Regions from separate parts of the Mus musculus genome. Here region 2 is linked to region 1. Evidence: chromatin contacts called from public Hi-C data. All regions are on one chromosome and are shown on one strand. The core of a region is the stretch at or near the end of the contact, and the rest is flanking DNA. Distances in the headings are between cores, read along the strand shown.

Evidence for each region. A called contact is a pair of places that touch in the nucleus more often than the background predicts.
Region 2: a contact with region 1 is called in a Hi-C map of cerebellum, with 2.1 times the contacts expected there. The contact joins two enhancer-like sites. A contact is called at or near these places in 2 of 484 Hi-C or Micro-C datasets (cerebellar granule neurons and cerebellum).

The regions. Positions count from the first base shown.
Region 1 is chr2:138,043,676-138,050,149 of GRCm38.p6, forward strand. No RefSeq gene overlaps it. Among named protein-coding and RNA genes, the nearest start is that of Gm14062, 170 kb to the left of the region's middle. Within about 2 kb of position 4,271, at least 29 of the 459 cell types and tissues checked have an H3K27ac peak or open chromatin away from gene starts, as enhancers often do. A contact at or near this core is called in cerebellum, where this site is marked.
Region 2 is chr2:139,306,887-139,313,284 of GRCm38.p6, forward strand. Gm14066 (a long non-coding RNA gene) reads right to left here and starts at 38. Exons shown (of 6, transcript XR_375033.2): 1 at 1-38. Within about 2 kb of position 4,600, at least 10 of the 459 cell types and tissues checked have an H3K27ac peak or open chromatin away from gene starts, as enhancers often do. A contact at or near this core is called in cerebellum, where this site is marked.

The sequences.
Region 1 (6,474 bases), core at 3,021-5,520:
CACTCCCACTTCTTGGCCCTGGCGTTCCCCTGTACTGGGGCATATGAAGTTTGCAAGACCAAGGGGCCTCTCTTCCCAGTGATGGCTGACTAAACCATCTTCTGCTACATATGCAGCTAGAGACACGAGCTCTGGGGGTACTGGTTAGTTCATATTGTTGTTCCACTGTTAGGGTTGCAGACCCCTTCAGGCCCTTGCGTACTTTCTCTAGCTTCACTTTTGGGGGGCCCTGTGTTCCATCCTATAGATGACTGTGAGCATCCACTTCTGTATTTGCCAGGCACTGGCATAGCCTTATACGAGACAGCTATATCAGGGTCCTTTCAGCAAAATCTCGCTGGCATATGCAATAGTGTCTGGGTTTGGTGACTGATTATGGGATGGATCCCCATGTGGGGTAGTCTCTGGATAGTCCCTCCTTTCGTCTTAGCTCCAAACTTTGTCTCTGTAACTCCTTTCATGGGTATTTTTTCCCTATTCTAAGGAGGAATGAAGTGTCCACACGTTGGTCTTCCTTTTTCTTGATTTTCTTGTGTTTTGCAAATTGTATCTTGGGTATTCTAAGTTTCTGGGCTAATATCCACTTATCAGTGAGTGCATATTTAGTGACTTCTTTTGTGATTGGGTTACCTCACTAAGGATGATATCCTCCAGATACATCCATGTGCCCAAGAATTTCATAAAGTCATTGTTTTTAAGAGCTGAGTAGTACTCCATTGTGTAAATGTGAGGTTGATTTTAAAGAAGCAATATAATTCATCAACTCTCTGGGAGAAGTCTCAGGAAAGAAAGTTAGTTAGTAAGAGAAAGAAGGAAGGAAGAGAGGGAGGGAAGGAGGGAGGGAGGGAGGGAGGGAGGGAGGGAGGGAGGGAGGGAGGGAGGGAGGGAGAGAAAGGATGTATTTCCTCTCTTAAAACCATTTGCACTGGTCAGTAGTGGCTCATGCCTTTAATCCCAGCACTTGGGAGACAGAGGCAGGCAGATTTTTGAGTTTGAGGCCAGTCTAGTCTACAAAGTGAGTTCCAGGACAGCCAGGGCTATATAGAGAAACCATGTCTCCAACAAATAAAAATAAACAAATAAATAAACAAACAAAACAAAAAAAACATTTGCTGTTTATCAGAGACTCAGCCTGCTTTACCCCGAACAGAACATGCAAGCAGCAAAGTCAGACCTCTATAATGAGAAAATGTGTAACTGAAGTAGAAGAAAATGCCTTCATTTGGCACTGACTGTCCATTACTTACTAGGTGACAGTCACACAACATATTCCTTTCTTCTAATAGTCCTATGAAGCTCATGATATCCTTTATGCCCATTTTAAGTTCATCATAACAGAGGCATTAAACATTCAAGTTACACACAGTTCATTCATTAGAAGTGGGACTGAAACTCTATCTCAACTTTCTATCTCCCTGTATATTCTCCACAGCGTGCAAAAGTGCCACCTTCTTTTATAATGATCTCCCAAATGTCTGGAAAAGTAGAAAGCTTGGGGAACCTGCCATAAACTACAGACCCCAGGAAAAGATCCTCAGGCATTCTGTACACTATATCAAGAGATTCGCACAGTTTTGAGTGAAATGTCAAAAGCTTTGTAGTCTCTCCAGGTCCCACACTCCAAAGATACATTTTTTCCTACGAGTTTCTTTGAAAGAAAGAGCCCCCAAATGCCTCAGAGAATCCTCTAGCACACCCTTGTGGGTGCCCTTAAGCCAACAGACAACCTTTGCTGTTACGTTGGATAGAGAAAGAAAGGCAAAAGATGCTAAATCTTCTCAGAAAAAAAAATCTACTCTTTTGAATATTTTGAATTTATTACACACTTCCCAAGAGCCCGAGACTGAGCTTTGTGTTTTAGTTGAGTGCCCAGGAGGTAGCTTTTTATTGTTCCAGTGTATCAAACGGGATATTATGCTTTATTATGAGGCAAAATAATCCGCTTTACATCATGCCCCTACAATAGAAAAACCCACACCAGAGAAGCCCAGAAAGCCTTCTACAAAGGGGTTCAGGGAGGCAGAGTTCTGTGTCCTACATAGAAACAACCAGCAACCTCTGTGATGAATATTTATACTTTAAAGCTCCTGGTATTTGTGCTGTATACATTGTCATCGTTAAAAATGTGAAGGTAAATATTTATAAACAGCTGTTAGGGAATCTAGACTTCTTGGGAGGAATTTTGAACTCAATTGCTGCTTGGGGGTTTTTCTTTTAAGATGGAAATATGCAGACTGACTCTAAATATAACCCTTCCTGCCTCTCACAGCCCAGATGAGGCTCTGTTAGAATTTAGGATTAGGATGCAGGATAAGACAGCTTTAAAAGAAAAATTAGTCTGCAAGGAAATACCACTTCTCACCCATTGCAACGCTAAAGCACTAAAGACTTAGAGCACTAAGAATTGCAATGTGACTGACCCGAGCCACTGAAAATTTCCAGCATAGCAGGGGTGAGGGGATGGGGCAGTCGGAAACACAGTTGGGGGCTGGAGCAGTCCCAAACACAACTGGCAAGAAACTGGAGTGCAACTCCTTTGTCAAATTATTTTCGTGGTTCTTAATACTTTTAAAACTCCTTCACCTATTCCTTCCACACTCCATTAATTTCACTCCTACATACTTACCTCAGAGAAATAAAAGTGCATCCTCATCCAAAAAAAAAAAAAAGTGTATAGGGATATTCACTGCAGTTTTAATTCATGAGCTGCAAAGTGGAAACTACCCACATGTCTCTCAACATATGAATACATAAACAGATTGTGCTGGGGCCATATAATAGACTGTTAACCACACAGTAGAACCAGTTATTGACGTGCCCCACTGATATGGACTGCTACACAGACATCCTAGCAAACAGCATTCTGACTGAGCAAAGTCAGGGGCAAGAGAGACTACATACTCTACATACTATGGTTTCATTAATCTGACATTCTGAAAAATGTCACAGAAAGGAAACTGTCCTGACTGGTCTCAGGCTGGTGATCCTCTTACCTTGGCCCTTTAGTCCCAGAATACAGCTAAGCCCTGACACTTGATAGGTAGTGGGCTCCTTATCAATCAATGCTCACCAATGGTATGTTTTGGTAAGTTGTACTCAAAACAGCAGTATTGGTAGGAAAACTTGTTTTGTTTACATAAATGAAATCATAATATATACTTCTTTTTTTTTCTTTCTTTTTTTTTTTTTTTTGCCTGCTTTTGCTTACTCAGAATTCTTTGCTTCCTCTTCAATGAATGGCTGTCCTTAACAGGTTTCTGGTGATAGGTCTGACTTCTGTTTCCAAAACACAGACTTCAAGTACATGTTTCTTAATCACCATAGGTCAGTAGGCTGATCTTCTCCATTATCTTAAAGGCCTCCTCCAGCAGGTGGCCCAGAATTACAAATTTTAGGAAGGAGGGACATGGCCATCTAACCTCATGGATGCCACCTTGTTTAGATCCTCCAATCTGTGACCTCCCGGAATCTCTGTGAGAATAAGAACGGCACCAGTGCTTTGAAAGCTATGTTTCCTTTGCAACTGATCTGATCATTTGGGTTAGCTTTGGGGATCCTGCCTAAGGTTGAGATGGGGTGAACAGAGTCATCAGAAGTCGGTCCATTCCAAACATTTTTGGGTGGGGTTCTTCTTATGAGCCTCTGATAAACTCTGGCCAGGGAAGTCTTTGGGGTTTGTGAGCATGTGGAAGAAGAAAAGTTTATACCCTGTCGAGAAGAAAATGGAAATACATCACCCAATTTCCCTACAGGTGAGTAACCTTTCGATTCTCTCCCTGAATCTCTGGCATATTAGCTTGATTTACTTATTTTTAGGTACAAACGTTTGCTGGGAAGCAGCAGTTCCCCACCTCCCTGTCTTCCGTCACAGTGTGGAGTAAAAAACACCTTCCCAGACAGCCTCCAAGGAGGCAAACTAGGCAGAGGAGAGAAAGAACATAGAAAAACCCATGTCTTGCAAATGCCAAGAGGGAAAACAATCAAATTAGCTGGCAAGTCGATCATTCAGTGAAGCGTTGGGGGACCGACATAGGATCTTAAAAATCAACTCGCATGGGGAACCGCGCACTACCATTGCCTGGAAAGCAAATGAAGAATGCTGAGAGGTCTTTTTATCTCGGTATCCTGCAGGGGCCTCGAGTTTGTGCTGCCAGGGGACAGAATGCTTCGCGGTGGTGGCTCTGTTGATGCTCAGCTGCCAAGAGGAGGTCATGTGTGTGGCTCAGCATTGTGGCCTGCATCCAGGGCCCCCGCCAGGAGCAGCCGCCCTCAGAGGAGGAGCACCTGTTCTCCCTTTCCTGGCATGGAGAAGATGCCATCCTGCTTCTCCTCATGCCGCCTGCCCCTGAGTGTTTCCATTTTGTCTTTACGGATGGCAGGTGTCTGCTGTCTTCTGAGCACTAGCCGGGTGCAGGGGGAGGGGAAGTCCTGTCCATCCGGTTCAGCCCTTGCCTTGAAACACTCCTGCATCCCGTGTATCAGAGAGCAGCAGGTGCTGTGACATTTTGGCAAACACTCTTGTCCTGGATGATTGGATGTGTCACGCATTGAATCTGCGTCACTAGCATCTCATCAATCACTCATTGATTTGTACCTCCTCCCGATTCTAGGCTGAGCTTTGGGCTATATATTGTAAGCTGAATGTCCTTAATGCCAAGGTGGGCATAGCTGTCTTATTTAAAATAGCACGCTAGAAGTTCACATTCTGACATTCATACTAGCTAGGATTTTCGCTGTTATAATTAGCTACTCATCAGGCACAGGCCGTTTCTAGGGATTTTTCTTCCCTCTATACACCCACCATTTGCTGACAGTGGGTGGACACATTTGCTGTCTCTCAGACTGTAATGTCTCAGTCTCATCATAAGAGAGACTGTGGCTGGCAGTGTGTGACAATCGACTTGGGAAGGATACTGGTGATTATTAACTAGCTTGTCTACACAGTTAGGGACTGTTTATTAACTAGCATTGATTAAGCCTGTAGTCTGTGATCAGCCACGTGTGAGAATATTCAGGAACACAAAGGTAGGAAAGACAATGGTTGTTTCCCTGGAGTATCCTAAAACTTGGTTAAAGAGGTAGTTATGCAAATGTTTATGAAGCAAACTGTTGTCCAAACCTCTTTGGTGGTATCAAAGTTTCTCTAAAGCCTGACCACTCTGGGGATAATTGAATTTGCTTGTCCAGAACACTTCATCCTTTTTTTTTTCCATTTTTTATTAGGTATTTAGCTCATTTACATTTCCAATGCTATACCAAAGGTCCCCCATACCCACCCACCCCCCACTCCCCTACCCACTCACTCCCCCTATTTGGCCCTGGCGTTCCCCTGTACTGGGGCTTATAAAGTTTGCGTGTCCAATGGGCCTCTCTTTCCAGTGATGGCCGACTAGGCCATCTTTTGATATATATGCAGCTAGAGTCAAGAGATACTGGTTAGTTCATTATGTTGTTCATTAAGTTCATTAAGTTCATTAAGAGATACTCCGGGATACTGGTTAGTTCATTATGTTGTTCCGCCTATAGGGTTGCAGATCCCTTTAGCTCCTTGGGTACTTTCTCTAGCTCCTCCATTGGGAGCCCTGTGATCCATCCATTAGCTGACTGTGAGCATCCACTTCTGTGTTTGCTAGGCCCCGGCATAGTCTCACAAGAGACAGCTACATCTGGGTCCTTTCGATAAAATCTTGCTAGTGTATGCAATGGTGTCAGCGTTTGGATGCTGATTATGGGGTGGATCCCTGGATATGGCAGTCTCTACATGGACCATCCTTTCATCTCAGCTCCAAACTTTGTCTCTGTAACTCCTTCCCAGGGTGTTTTGTTCCCACTTCTAAGGAGGGGCATAGTGTCCACACTTCAGTCTTCATTTTTCTTGAGTTTCATTTGTTTAGGAAATTGTATCTTATATCTTGGGTATCCTAGGTTTTGGGCTAATATCCACTTATCAGTGAGTACATATTGTGTGAGTTCCTTTGTGAATGTGTTACCTCACTCAGGATGAACTCAGAACCTCTGGAAGAACAGCCAGTTCTCTTAACTGCTGAGCCATATTTCAAGTCCCATGTTTGAACATTTTAACATGCCTTTTAAATAATGTATATTTAAGGAAATAAAAATGACATTAATTCATAGACTATACAAAAATATGGTGGATTAAATGTGATCAAGACTATGGTGGTTTGAATAAAAATGGCCCCCATAGGCCTAGAGGGCATGGCACTATTAGGACATAAGGACTTGTTGAAGTAGGAGTGGCCCTGTTGGAGAAAGTATGTCACTCAGGGTCAGCTTTGAGGTGTCAGATGCTAGAGTTGAACCAGTGTTTCAATTTCTCGTTCTGGTGTCTGCTGGATATAGAACTCTCACCTCCTTCTCCAGAACCATGTCTGCCTGCATGATGCCATGCTTCTGCCATGATGATAAAGGACTAAACCTCTGAACTTAAGCCAGCCCCAACTAAATGTTTTCTTT
Region 2 (6,398 bases), core at 3,350-5,849, 1.3 Mb after region 1:
CAATCTTTCCTCTTACGCGCATTCGCAACCGGCCAGGAAAGACACAAGCAGCCAGAATCTTCTTCGGCAAAGCTTTATTGCTTACTCAGGAGCAAGAGAGGAAGAGCGCGGCAGAGAGAGGCAGAGAGGAAGAGAGAGAGAGAGAGCAGAGGAAAAGACGAAGAGAAAGAGACGAAGAGGTGAAGAGAGGGAGTGCCAGAACCCGGTCCCTTTTAAGGAGAATTATCCTCCGTCTAGGACGTGTCACTCCCTGATTGGCTGCAGCCCATCGGCCCAGTTGTCATCACGAGAAAGGCAGAGCACATGGCGGGGAAAACTGCCCCTGCACATGTGCAGATTATTTACTACTTAGAACACAGCTGTCAGCGCCATCTTGTAATGGCAAATGTGAGTGCGGCTCCCCACACTTTCCCCTATTCACCCTCTTCTTCTCCTCTGAGCAGGTGGAGGTCCCCCCAGGGTATCCCCCACCCTGGCACATCAAGTCTCTCTGAGGCTAGGAACATCCTCTGCCACTGAGGCCAGACAAGGCAGCCCAGCTAGTAGAATATATTCCACATACAAATAATAGCTTTTGGGATGGCAGCCATTCCAGTTGGGACCCACATGAAGACCAAGCTGCTCATATGTGCAGGGAGAAATATGTCCAGCCTGTGTATGTCCTTTCATTGGTGATTCAGTCTCTGAGAGCCCCAAAGGTCCAGTTTAGTTGATTTTGTTGGTCTTCCTGTAGAGTTCTTATCCCATTAGGGACTTCCGTCCTTCCTCCTTTTCTTCCATAAGAGTCCCCAAGCTCCATCCATTGTTTGAACATGGTTGTCTGAATCTGTCTGAGTAAACTATCTGGTGGAGCCTGTCAGAGGATATCCATGCCTGATTCTAGTCTGCAAGCATAACAGAGTATCATTAAAAGTATCAGGGATTGTGCTTGCCCATGGGATTGGTCTCAAGTTGGGCCAGTTATTGGTTGGTCATTCCCTCGGTCTCTGCAACATTGCAATTCTTAACAACTATGCCCCAAACAACAGGACAGCCATGTTTAAAAAACAAAGCAAAACAAAACAAAAAACTACAGTTTAAAACACATGTTTATTCTCATACATTGATAGTAGGAGGCTTCAAGCCTTCAATATCAAACTTTACCAATGAACAGGATATGTCACCCAGAGAAACACTAAACAGAAAAATGCTGTATCTAACAAATGTTATAAAACAAATGACCTAATAGTTATTTAAAGAACAAACAAACAGGAACAAATATTCCTTCTTCTCTATAACTAATGGAATGTTCTCAAAATATTGATCACCTTTGAACCAAAGCAAGGCTCAACAAAAACAAGAACAGAAGAAAACTGAGTCAAGACAGAAATAAAGAAAGAAATTAAAGACTTTTTAGAATGCAATGGAAATAGATGCACAGCATACTCCAACTTACAGGATACAATGAGAGAGGTCCTTTGTGGCAAACACAAAACATTAAGTGCCTACATGCACAAACTGGAGAAATATAATACCAGCAACTTAACAGGACTCTTAAAACCTCTAGAACAAGAACTAATCACAACCAAGAGGAGTATACAGCAAGTAATAACCAAACTTAGAGATAAAATCAATAAAATAGAAATGAAGAGAACAACATGAAGTATCAGTAAAAGAGCAGTTCTTTGAGAAAAATCAACAAGATAAACAAATCCTTATCCAAAAAATTAAAAAGATGAAGATAGAATCTCCAATTTAACAAAATTAGAAACTAAACAGAGATAAAACAGAAGACATCAAGGAAATTCAGAGGATCATAAAGACATACTTGATAAATCTACACTTCACCAAATAGAAAAACCGAAAAGAAAAAGATGTTTTTGAGAGGTACCACTTACCAATGTTAATTTTAATACAATATCAGATAACAATTTAAATAGACCTATAACTTCTAGTGAAATTGAAGCTGTCATTAAACATCTTCCAACCCAAAAAGCCCAGAGCCAAAAAGCCTCAGCACATTGAAGCTTGAACTCTGCTAGACTTTCAAAGAAGAGCTAACCCCAATGCTTCTCAAATTATTCCACAAAAGAGGAACAGAACGAACATTGTCTACTACCTTCTATGAGGCCGCCGTTACCTTGATACCTAAACCACACAAAGATTCAACAAAGAAAGAGTACTGACAATTTTCCCTAGTAAACATAGTTATAAGTGTTCTTAATAAAATTCTTGCAAACCAAATCCAGGAATACATCAAAAATTTATCAGCCATGATCAAGTAGGCTCATCCCAGAGATGTAAGGATGGTTCGATATCCGAAAATCAATATATGTAATCTGTCATATAAATAAACTGGAAGAAAAAACACATAATCATCTAGTGAGATGCAAAAACAAAGGCCTTTGGCAAAATCCAACACCCCTTCAAGATAAAGCTTCTGCAAAGCTTATGGAGATTAGAGATACAAGGGGCATTCCTAAACATAATACAGGCAGTTTACAGCAAGGCAATAGCCAACATTAACATAAATGGACCAAAAATTTGATCGAGGGGATACAAATTGGAAAGGAAGAAGTTCATGTATCACTATTTGCAGATGTTATGATAGTATACATAAGTATCCCCAAACATTCTGTCAGGGAACTTCTTCAGCTGAGAAACACTTTCAGCAAAGTAGCTAAACAGAAAATTAACTCCCGAAAAATCAGTAGCCCTCCTATACATAAATGACAAATGAACTGAAAAAGAAATAAGGGAAACAACACAGCTCACAACAGCAACCAACAACGTAAATTATTTTGGGGTAACTCTAATCAAGTAAGTGAAAGACTTTTATGATGAAACTCCAAGTTTTGAAGAAAGAATCTGAAGAAGATATCAAAAGACAGAACGATCTCTAGTGCTCATAGATCAGTAGGATTAAAATATTGGTCATTCTACCAAAAGCAATCTACAGATTTAATGAAGTCCCCATCATAATTCTAACACAATTATGTACACACAACTTGCAGTGACAATTCTGAACTTCATATGGAAAAACAAAACCCAGGATAGCTAGAACAACCCTAAACAAACACACTTTTGGGCATATAACTGGCCCTGATTTCAACTTCTACTACAGATCTCCAATACTAAAAACTGCATGGTATTGACATACAAACAGGTATAGTGATCAATGAATTCAAATTAAAAACCCAGACATAAACCCAAACATGTATGGATACCTGGTTTTAGATAAAGTAGCCAAAAATACACACTAAAAAAAAATCATCTTCAACAAGTGGTGCTAGTCAAACTGGATGTCTGTATGTAGAAGAATGAAAAATGACTCATGTTTATAACCCTGCACAAAACTCAAGACCAAATGGATCAAAGGCCTCAACACAAATCCAGATATAGCAAACCTGATAAAAAGAGAGACTAGTAATAGTCTTGAATGTATTGGCACAGGAGTGACAAAGTAACAATAGTAGCACAGGACCTAAGATCAACAATTAATAAATGGAGCCTCATGAAAGTGAAATTTTTCTGTAAGACAAAGGACATGATCATTTGGAGAAAGCAGCAGCATACCAAGTGGGAAAAGAATTTACCAACACCACACCCCATAGATGACTAATATCAAAATATATTTTAAAAGACTTAAGAAACTATATGTATTCAAAAACAAGTAATTGAATTAAAATATGGAGTACACATTAAACAAAGAACAAACAAAGAACTCTCAATAATGGAATTTCAAATGACTTAGAAACACTTAAAGAAATATTCAGTATTCTTTATTTCTGGTTGAAAAGGCCTTAAGTCTAACTAGAGAACTGTTGTTACTGCCAAGGTATGTGTGGTATTATTACACCCTTAGGGTTGTTGTTGTGCTTCATAGACACCATAGCTAGGTAAGACTATTGGTTTGTTCCCTCTGGTACCATGAAAACTTGTTTTCAAGAATGAGGCTTTTAGTCAGATCCAGCTTGGGTTCTCTGTGTTCTGTATCCAAAGTACATGATGACTTCAATAATAGGGGCTTTCTTTCCATCCCTGAGGGCAACCAAAGGCAACAGCAATAGCTGTTTTAGGAGTCTTTTGTACAACACTGACCAACAACTCAAAGGAGTCTTTTCATGCCTAATGTTGTGATTTTTGTGTAATATTCTCCAGCTCCTGGAGGGAGCTTTGTCAGCCTAGACAGGATATGTTCATTTAAACAGCATACATATACTGTGCACGTATACTTATGTGAGATATGTAGCTTTAGGTTGATACATGATAATATGGTATCTTATGACTTTTTCAGACACACTGTTCTTTTACCAGAGGAGGGAGTCTTTGATGCTGAAAATGCCTTGTGTCTGATTGCATCAATGTTAACACCTTTGTTGTGCTAAAACTTTGTTAAACACCATTACTGGGGAAATTTGGGTAAAGAATACACTAAAACTCTCTCTGTGGTTTATTACAAGCAAGTATGTCTCCACATTTTTCTCCAGGTAAAATGATTTTTTTACAGTGTCAACACTGGCTTTTTGCTCACAATTTTGCATCTAGTGTTAGAAATGCACTGGCTCAGCACTACCACCAGCTGTCAGGGAAGCAGCCCCTCTGTGAGCTCACACAGCACATGAAGCAGATATTCTGCCATCTGTGCAAGGCCCTTCTCCAGGCCAGTCTTCCCTCAGACCCAGCAGGTTCTCACTAACTAATTTATTTCGATCTTTTTTTCTCACCCTCATAACATAAGCCATGGATATGTGGATATAAATGATACAAATGCTAAGTCAGCACAATTTCCTTATTCCACTCAAGTCTTTACATCACAATTATGACACTGCCAAGAAGCAAGTAACTAACTAGCACATATGCCACAACAGATGGCTCACATGTCATGGTTTCTGCCCCCAAAGTTCCTCTGCTTAGTAAACCTATCAATAAACACATTACAAATAAGCATTGTGGAAAGGGAAAAAAAAGACAGAAGACTGTGCTGTGTGATGGGATCACAGATAATGAATGAATAGCTTCCCAGAAAGTTCCACCTGAGAATAAACACTGTAGAATCCAGACCCTAGGGTGAAATATTCTTAGTTGATGGTGTTGTTATATTTTGTAGAAATTATTTTGCTTTTGCTTGATTTGTTTCTTTTGTTTCATTTTGCTTTCTGAGACCAGTAAAGAAGCCATTATACATAAACACTAGAGAATCTAAGGAAACACTCCAGGTATCATGTGTGTCAGCTACTGACACATTGATAGTAATTAACTGTCTTTACAGGGATTAGCATCTATCATCTACAAGTTTGCAGGTCTGCATCTATGCTGACCTCAGCTGGGCTTAGTGACGGCTCTACTTTGGACTGCACATCAGCTGGACAAGGCTTGACCTTGGTTTGGATGTGATCCAAATGTATCTCTTGCACTTATTTGAGGTTTTAACGGCAAATAACAGCAGAGTCGAAGACAAGCCGAATCATACATGCCTGGGTGAGAATTTGTCTGATATCACATCTAATACTCAGTTAGTAACCATAAGCCTGTGACTGAGACCAGAATCAATGGAGTAGCCCAAACTGGCCACATCAGGATGAAACAAGAATATTTGCTCACTCTTCTATTATTTCACAAACTACAAACTTCTTTATAGTGTTCTCAATAAGGAGGCCATAGTGGTATTTCATAATACTCAAATGAGAAAATCATGTGATTAAAAGAGAAAGCTTTAGCTGAGTCTACACTGTTCAACTCAACTGTGTTTTAGGACAAATTTCTGTGTTTGAGGCCAGCTTGGTCTACAGAATGAGTCCCAGGACAGCTAAAGCTACATAGAGAAACCCTGTTTTAAACAAACAAATAAACAAAAAAAAAAAATCTCAACCTTAGCAATACTAGCAATTTGGATTGATTGTTAAGGCATGGGAAGAGGACTATTCTTTCTGTCAAAAAATGCTTAGTAATATTTCTAGCCTATCCCCACTAGGTGCCAGTAACTACTTCAAGTCATGATAACAAAAACTGTCTTCATCATTGCCAACTGATCCCCAGAAGTAAAATTTACCAATGTTTTAGAACCAGAATCTTAGAGAAATACTCAACATTCAAGTAGTGTTATGAATGGTCAAAATATTAGAAAATTCTAATAATAAATAAGTTGGGTCAGTATAAACAAATGTACACTACAGCAAATTTGACTTTGCTCTTCTCTATAGACTTGACATATCACCCTTAGAGACTTATAATGATTCTATCAGGGGATTTTTACCTCCCACTATAAATATTGAAATTAACCAACATTGGTAAACAAAGAAGAGGATCTCAAATTTGAACAGAGATTTTTCTGTTTAAAATGAGCTTTTAATAGAAATGCATATAATTACCACAAGAATTTCTGATTGTTAAAATCATGTCTATTCTGCTTTATCAAG